2 separate regions of the Oryctolagus cuniculus genome follow, and region 1 is linked to region 2. A link is a contact called in public Micro-C data. All regions are on one chromosome and are shown on one strand. Each heading gives the region's core, a stretch centred on a gene start, on an enhancer-like site or on the middle of the called end of the contact. The rest is flanking DNA. Distances are from core to core; before and after follow the strand shown.

Region 1 (4,295 bases), core at 543-3,042, 76 kb before region 2:
CTTTGGAAAGAGCACTCTGAGTTTTCCCAAAGGGGCAAGGGGAATGCATGCGGCTGAAGACCGGAGCCCGCGAGGCCGACTGACCAAGGAGTCAAACAAGGTCCCCCTCAGCCGTTAGCTGCGTGGCTCTGCTCAAGCCATGGAATCGGTCAGTTCTGGCACCAAGGCTGCCGAAATCGGAGGGGAGGAGAAGAAATAACACCACTACACGTGACGGCGCCTGCGTTTAAAGCAGAGACCTGTATGCTACCCAGCTCTGTATCCCCAGACTCCAGATTCGGCGTGGCTGGCGTGCGGGCGCCTACGCCGGCTGAATGAATGAATGAATGAATGAACGGACGGACGAAGCAAGGAATGGAGTAAAGGGAGGAGGACATCGGGCAGCTGTCTGTGAGACCCCCGCGCCAGTCGGTGCGGGGCTCGGACGCGGGCGGCGGGGCAGCCCTCAGGGGGCCCTCACGGCCGCGCCCCACGAGGCCGCATTCTCGAACAGCGCGCCCCGTGGCGAGACCCGCGCTCCGTGTCGCCTCCGCCAGCCCAGCCCCAGGGACCAGCCGCCCCTCACCTGGTCTCCAAGTAAACGTTGGGCGGCTGCCAGGAGTCTGGGGGAATCGCCGCCATGGCGAGGCTGGCGGAATCCTTCTCTACCAACGATTACTTCCGGTGTCTTTTCGAGGGGGACCCGACACGTTGGTGCACACTTCCGGTTGCCGCCGTCCAACCCGTTTGATACCAGGATTTGGGGAACAGGGACGAGGAAAAGGAAGCACCCTCCTGGGGCCTGAAGCTGGGATGCGGGGCAAGACGAGGCTGGTTGCAGGGACGGCGAAAAGTTCAAGTTCTATTAAAGGTGGGCGCCAAGGGGCGGTACCTCGCCAACCTCCCAGCGATCTGATTGGCTCGTTTAGTCGTGGAAGGCGGGAACAACCAACAGCTCTGCACTCGATTGGGGAGATGCCCTAACATTCAATTCAAAAAAATCTCTTAATTCCACAATGGTCCCGGACTGGAAAGGGCGGAAGAGAATAAAAGGGAGTGGAGCTGAGCCGCCGGCCGAGAACTTTCCTGAGGCGATGTATGATCTACACGGCGCCTGCGCCCTCTTATCTCCTCCACTCCGCAAAATCCCATACAGGAGATAATAATATTCCCATTTCAGATGTGAAAACTGAGACCCTGCAGCTAAATGACTATTAGCGGATCTGAGCCTCCAGACTCAAGCCAGGAGCCTGGGGAGAATAGCGAGGGAAAGGCTGGGCAGAAAATGAGAACTAAGGAAAGAGAAAGACAAAGACGGGAGACCACCAGTCAGAAGGCTCGGAGCAGGAACGAGGCCTAAAATAACTGGTTAGGGCAGACGGTGCCCCAAACTTGGGAGGGTTTGCTGAGGGCCAAAAACGAGAAGCCAATGACAGGAGCTGTGAGGAGGCTTGGAGGGAAGACAGGAGTGAAACAGGATAAATAAACTTCTGCACACTTAGTAATGCTGGCTTGGCAGCAAGCTAAACATGATCATGTCTTTGCGTGCTTGCTTTTCAAAACCCCACAAGGTGGATATTGCTTTCCCCCTTTTACTTTTAGAAAAGCGAGCTTTACAGAGATTAAATTGCTTGCTTTAAGAACCACAGTTGCTGAGCTGTGCTCTTAACCGCTCAGTCTGAATGTCCTTACCTGTCAAGTGGAAATACAGGTGTACCGGCTTTCCGCACAAAATGAAGAGCTCCTTGCCAGAGGGCACCCTGATGCAGTGGCTAAACCCACTGTGCCACAAGAACTGAATTTTGTCCTGATGAGTGCTGTGCTGATAGAGTATAAAAACTTTACTTCTCCTGCAGTCTTGCATTCGTGTCCACCTTGTGCCCTTTGAGCTGAGTGGGAAAGTCTGTTGTTTTGTGAGTTGCTTTTCCCTGGACCTTACGAGTTCCCGACTTGAGAGGTATAGGGCACGTGATGGGTGTGTTGGAGTTTTATGAAACTGTAAGATGATGTTTGCTTATTTCCAAAGTCCTGCCTCAAGAGGCTTTGTGGCTGGTATTGTTGTTGGCATTTTTGTCCCCAAGCAAACCACAGGGTGTCGGTAATGAGAGGAAGGAGTTGAGAAGAGGTCTGGATTGCCTTGCTGAGTTCTAACTGATCCTTCACCTTGAAGTAACAGCAACTTGTATTTACTTCACTTATCCTGTGTCAGTGCTGGGTGTGTCTTCCAAGTAAATATCCTGTATTAAAAATAAAATTACAAACACTGGCATTGTGGTATGGCAGGTAAAGCCACTGCCTAATGCTGGCATCCCATGTGGGTGCTGGTTCACGTCCTGGCTGCTCCACTCCCGATCCAGGCCCCTGCTACCATCCTGGGAAAGCAGCAGAGGATGGCTCAAGTACTTGTGCCATTGCCACCTGTGTGGGAGACCCAGATGAAGTTCCTGGCTCCTGGCTACAGCCTGGCTCAGCCCTAACCAGTGTAGACACTTGGGTAGTGAACCAGCAGATGGAAGATCTCTCTCTGTTTCTCCTTTCTCTATAGCTCTGCCTTTCAAATAAATAAATAAATCTTTTAAAAAATTTTTAATTCTTTTTTAGAATTGTCATTTTCCAGGCTAGAAACCTGAGGATCATTAGGATCATTCCATTTCCCTCTCCTCCCTATAAGTGACTTGTCGCCAAGATCTGTGCATTATTTTTTCCAAACATCCCCAAATTGAATTCCTTCCTTTCCATTCCCACTACTGTTTCAGATCTTTTAAAAAAATATATTTATTTATTTGAAGGGCAGAGTGACAGAGAGAGAGAGAGAGAGAGAGAGAGAGAGAATCTTCCATCCATTTATTCACTCCCTAAATGCCCACAACAGTTAGTTTGTGGCTAAAACCAGGAACCAGGACCTCCATCCTTGAATCTCACAAGTGGGGCAGGGTCCCATGCATTTGGGCCATCACCTATTGCCTTCCCCGGCACATTAGCAGGAAGCTGGATCATGAGCAGAACAGCGGGGGCTCCATCCCAGACACGCTGATGGGGCATCCCAAGCAGTGTCTTAACCTGCCGCTCCACAAGCTGGACCCTGTTTCAGATCTTTAGTGCCAGGGTTATTTCAGGAGTCCCCCTGCTGGCTTCCCTGCCTTTCGGCTTTCCCCCACCCATCCACCCCACGCGCAGCAGTTGAAGTCTTCTTCCCAAAACATCTTGTAGGGCTCCCTCCTCTCCCCAGAAATGTTGGTCCCTCGCAGCCCAGTGAAAGTCCCTAACCACTCGGCTGGAGCTGCACGTCTGTTTCCCCTCGGCCCCTCGCTCACCTCTCCAAGTTGGTTCCCTAGTCTTTTACCCAGTCAGTCAAGGTGCCACCGGCATTACCACCTGTAGGCTTTCGCCCAGGCTCTTCTCTTTGCTTGCAATGTCTCCCAAACCTTGTCTGTGCCTTTGTCCCATCTCCTCCAGAAAACCCTTCTCCTCTTCCCATCATACAACTTCACCTCTCTCCAGCACATTCCGACTTACCAAGTGCTTTCACAGCCTGGATCCTTTCTGATTGCCCCACTGGCCAGGTTTACAGCTGGGAGGAGGGGGTGACCAACAGGAGGGAGAGATCAGCCCCAGGGTCCATGAGGATTTAACGTGGGCTGAAACCCAAGCCTTTCTTCTCCGTTCCCTACTGGCTGCCTATCAGAGGTACGTTACAGCTTGGAAATAATTTAAGTGGTTTCACATCTTTCATTCCTTTTACTAGATCATCAAAGCCAGTTTTCCCTTGAATTTCCCACCTTATAATTTTTCCCCTTCCAATTTGCTCCCACCAGATGAACAAAAGTACTTCAAAAAGCTCATAAAAATACCAGCATTGTGGTGAAGTGAGTTAAGCCATAGCCTGTGATGCCAACATCCCAAATGGCTGCAACAGCCAGGGCTGGGCCAGGCCAAAGTCAGGAGCCAGGAGTTTCATTTGGGTTTCCCACATGGGTGCAGGGCTCCACGTACCTGGGCCATCTTGCACTGCTTTCCCAGGCACCTTAGTGGGGAGCTGGATCAGAAGTGGAGCAGCCGGGACTCAAGAACTGGTGCATGAGCTGTTGTGCCAGACTTTATGAACTTTCTGAAGAATCTGGTATGTGCTCTGATCATATCAGATTCCTGCTTAAAAGCCTTCAGTGGCTCCCCACTACCCATAGATTCAAGAACTAGCATTCAAGGCCTTCTTGGCTTTACCAAACTGACCTTTATAGATTTTTCTTTCTTTTTTTCATAAGTAGCCGTGGCCTTACCCAGATCCACATTCCAAGCTCCCTGATTGTGCTCATGGC
Region 2 (4,286 bases), core at 467-2,966:
TTGTTGCTTATGTCTGGCTGCTCGCTGCATTTTGAAAGTCTGAATTTTTAAAAAACAAGATAGCAAAAACAAGTTAATAAGAAACGTCAGTATACTTGTTTAAACATAACTTTTTATTTGGAAATTATTCCAAACTTTCTAAGGGGTTGCAACAATAATAGTACAAACAACATTTTTCCGAACACAGTTGGGAGTAAATTGCCAACATAATGCTCCCGTGCCCACTACAAACAAGGGCATTCTCCTGCCCAGCACACGTGAGCAGCACGAGGAGGAAACCAGCACTGACCTACTGCTCTTAGCTCATCCACTCGTGCCTAGGGTCTGGCCCACGTTCACACACCGCGTGGTTGCCTCAGATAAGGGGTGGCTGTGTGTAGGAGACTGAACAAGTGTGTGATTGAATGCTTGGTCTCCCAGGGCTCACGTCTTGTCTGAACCAAAACATGACAAACAAAAGAAAAAAGAAACCATCTTCCCACCCACATCCACCAATTCCATTTTTCTGTGCCTCTGCCGGGTGCTATTTTTAACCGTAATCTTTAGGGAAGGAAATCAACACAGCACCCACCCAGGTCCGGAAGTTGCGAGGCCGAAGTGCCCTCCCTGTCCCCTTCCCACCCGTCACCCTGTCGGCAGGGACTCGCTCCCCGGGGACTGCTGTCTATGCCCAGCGTGAGTCCTCTCAGCTCTGCCTGGCTCTCTCTCGGGTCACCAGCTGGGGTCATTCCGCCTGGGACCCGGGAGACTGCTGATGCAAGCAGAACGAGATAGCAAGCAGAGGCTGCTGGGTCTCACCCTCACGGCTGTAAGGATGATATTTTATGTTTTAGACTTGAACAGAACTCACAGGGAGAGCAGACCCCTGCCCACTTGTGATCCAGAGGAAGTCCCCCCCCTTTCAAAACGGCTCCCCCTGTTCCCTCCCCAGGGTTTTTTCTTGTTGCTGATGTCCATGACTCTGTCGTTTGGGATGCATTCCTTTGAATGTACCCCATGGTTCACACGCAGTGCCGGGGCTCTGAAGCTGGGGGAAAGACGCCCAGTGAAATGGAACGTGTGGCTGGCAGGGGAGAGACACCGCTCAGAAGGCTGGTGCAGAGGGGCAGCGGGCAGGGACGGTGCCCCCCGGACGGGGCTGAGCTCTGGCCGTGCTCTCCTTCAGGTGGTCTGGTCTAAGTCAGAGAGGATTGGCTGCGGCTCCCACTTCTGTGAGAAGCTCCAGGGCGTTGAGGAGACCAACATCCAACTACTGGTGTGCAACTACGAGCCTCCGTGAGTGCGGGTGCGGGTGCGGGTGCTGGTGGGGGCAGAGCCCGCGGAGGGCCGAGTCAGGCACAGCCTCAGGAAGAGGGTCCTCTACCGGCTGGGAGCTGGGAGGGCACCCGACGCAGGGCACTCTGTGACTAGGGGACAAGCGGATGGCGGCGGGGAGCGCCTGGGTCCCCTCACCAGTGTTCTCCTCGCCCCCTGCAGAGGCAACGTGAAGGGGAAAAGGCCCTACCAGGAGGGACCCCCGTGCTCCCAATGTCCCTCCGGCTACCGCTGCGAGGACTCCCTCTGCGGTGAGTCGGGGGCCGGGCTGGGCTCCGGGGGAAGCGCGACCCTGCGCAGCTGCGGGCTCTGCGCCTGCGCGGGAGGGGGGCCCTCGGTGGCTCGCCCCGCCCTCTTCGCGCAGCCGCGCAGGCGCCCGCCAGTCCCAAGGGACCGAATCTCGGTGGCGAGCTCCGTGAAGAGCCGGCGCGGGCCTGCCTTGTGGGCGGGGCCAGAGCTGCGGCGGGCGGGGCCTGGGTGGGCGGGGCCCGAGTGCGGTGGGCGAATTAGGCGCGGGAATTCGGCCGGCGCAGACCCGAGGAAGTGGAGGTTCGAGGTGCGCGCCCAGCGAGTGCTGGCGGAGGCCGTGGGTTCAGCAGTGGCCGGTAGTAACATTTAATGGCGGTGAGGGACGCGGCGCCGCAGGTGTGCGTGCGGTTTTGGGTGTCCCGGTAGGACCCTGGATCGCCTCGCCTTGGCCGCAGTGAGGGAGGGCCGTGAGGGTCCCCCTTGCAGCCCTAACACCGGGCCTTGTCTATCTTATCAGAACCCATCAGAGGCCCGGAGGAGGCTCAGGATTTGCCTGACTCGGTCACTGAGGCCGCATCCAGCCCGGCAACCGGAGCCTCGGGCGCTGGGAAAACGGGTACCCCTTCCCCGGCCGCGGAGGTCGCAGGCTCGCCGGCCACCGAGGCTCTGCCTGTTGCACACACCAAGGCCCCATCTTCCTTAGCAACCACGACAACCCAGGCCGCGCCTACCATAGCAACCAAGGTCCCTCACTTTCCAGCAACTCACAGCCTGCCCTCCTTGGAGGAGGGGCCGGTCACCTTCCCCGGCACGACCCAGGCTCCCAGCCCCCAGTCGATGCACGCAGTGGCCAGCGACACCAGCACACCCTCCCTGAGCCCACAGAGCTCTCCGTACCCCAGCGTGTCCCTGACAGGGACAAGCAAGCCTCTGCCCCAGGCCCAGGACGAGGCAGAGCCTGAGGCCCAGTCGCCTCCTTCCCGTGAGGTCTTGGCCTCAGTTTCTCCAGCCCAAGACAAGCCAGGTGAGCTGCAGGCCACACTGGACCACTCGGGGCACACCTCCTCCAAGTCCCTGTCCAGTGTCCCCAATGCCTCTGTCATCGCTAACGCCACCGGTGGGCGTACCCTGGCCCTGCAGGCATCCTTGCCAGGTAAGGCCGGTAGCGTCTGTGCCCCCCTCCTCGCCTGGCGCTACACTGTCGTTGTCAGCATCCTGCCCCCAGCGGCATGTGGGGCATGCACTCTCCGAGTGGGAGCTTCTGCCCTGGCTGCCGCCCCCACCCCTTGCATGGTGTGGTGGGTGGGAGGTCAGGCACAGCTGTCAGCCGGCTGAGGCAAAGCCGCTTCCTTCCCACAGGTGCACAAGGCCCTGAGGAGCCTGGCATGGAGATGAGCTGGGGTCACGTGTGGGGCCCTCTCCAGCCGCTGCTGCTGCTGCCTCTCCTGGTCTTGGCTGTGATTTTCTGAAGGGGACACCACTCAGAGGCAAGGCCTGCTGGGAGGCCTCACGCCCATGCCGATTGTCTTTCTCCAAGGCAGAGGCCACAGCTTCCTGGGCAGGTCCTGCTCTGTGGCCCAGCAGTCGCCCCTCGCCCCAGCTTCCGGCCAGCTTCCAGGCCAGCCCCGGGAGTGGTGCCCGTGCCCCCAGGGAGCCTGCTGTGGCCGGCTGCAGATTGTGCCGCGCGGTGCTCCTGTGGACTCACGGGCCTGCGCGCTCTCCTGGAGCCAGAGCATCCGGGGCTTCCCTGGGGACCGGACCCTTGGTCTATCCCAGTCTCCCTGGCCTCTCCCTCAAGCCATCTGAGTCCAGGGCTGTCCCAGAAGTGCCTCCTGCCTCCCCCAGAATGAAGAGGCCAGCTGCCCTCCTGCCATGTCCCCACACAAGAGGCTTCTTGGCCAAAGGGTCTCTGGGAGGGAAAGGCCGCAAGACATGTGCCTCTTCCACGGTGTCCTGGAGGCGCCAGACCTGGCCGCCCGGGCTGACCATGGCCCAGCAGGCCCCTCCCACCTGCCGTGGGGGCTGGAGGGTGGCAGGGACCTGGGGAGCCCCCTGCTGCTAGGCCTGGGGCTGTCCTCAAGAGCCTGTGTAGCTGGGTGGGGGGTGATAGGCAGATAAAGGACAAGCCCCACGCAGGTGGGGTTCTAGGAGTGGCGGAGCTGGGGGCAAGGGAAGGGAGGAGCCCCTGGCTCCCGAATGAAGCCTGAGAGTCCCTGGAGTTTCGGTGCCGTGCAGGCAGGGGCCAGCCCCGAAGAGGCCAGCCCTCCCCTACCAACCTGTGCCCACTCCTCCCCCAAAATGCTCCACACCCTCCTCCCCCAACACTTTCCCCCCACCCAGATACCAGCAGGATAGGGAGAGAGCCAAGGCAAGGCCAAGGGCGCTGGACTGACCCAGCTTCCAGGGCCACCAGTGGGGCCGGGCCGGGTTCGGGGCCCAGGGTCAAGGTCCCTGACCTCTGCACAAAGGTGACACTGCCCATTCTGAGACCCCAGGTCAGAAACAGACCACAGGGCAGGGCTTGGAGGATCCTGAGAAAGAGTCCTGGAGACCCAGACACTCGCCCCGGGGGAGCAGAGCCGGATGGTACAGGAGGGCTGGGGGCCAGGAAAGAGTGTGTGTGTGTGTGTGTGTGTGTGTGTGTGGTGGTCAGCTACAGTGGGTGGCATCCGTCACCAGGTCCAAGCAGGAGGGGCAGCAGGGTCCAGGTCTTGACCTTTAGC

The links. Hi-C and Micro-C count contacts between places; a contact is called where the count stands out from the background.
Region 1: a Micro-C map of ear pinna shows a contact between it and region 2, with 2.6 times the contacts expected there. The contact joins the promoter of PPIL1 here to the enhancer-like site in region 2. A contact is called at or near these places in 2 of 6 Hi-C or Micro-C datasets (ear pinna and an unstated tissue).

The regions. Positions count from the first base shown.
Region 1 is chr5:132,734,777-132,739,071 of mOryCun1.1, reverse strand. It overlaps PPIL1 (peptidylprolyl isomerase like 1), which reads right to left and starts at 1,792. Exons shown (of 4, transcript XM_070074141.1): 1 at 1,672-1,792.
Region 2 is chr5:132,658,726-132,663,011 of mOryCun1.1, reverse strand. It overlaps PI16 (peptidase inhibitor 16), which reads left to right. Exons shown (of 6, transcript XM_051854798.2): 3 at 1,166-1,275; 4 at 1,477-1,565; 5 at 2,081-2,716; 6 at 2,923-4,286. The coding sequence ends at 3,032. Among named protein-coding and RNA genes, the nearest start is that of PI16, 6.5 kb to the left of the region's middle. Within about 2 kb of position 1,716, at least 8 of the 8 cell types and tissues checked have an H3K27ac peak or open chromatin away from gene starts, as enhancers often do. A contact at or near this core is called in ear pinna, where this site is marked.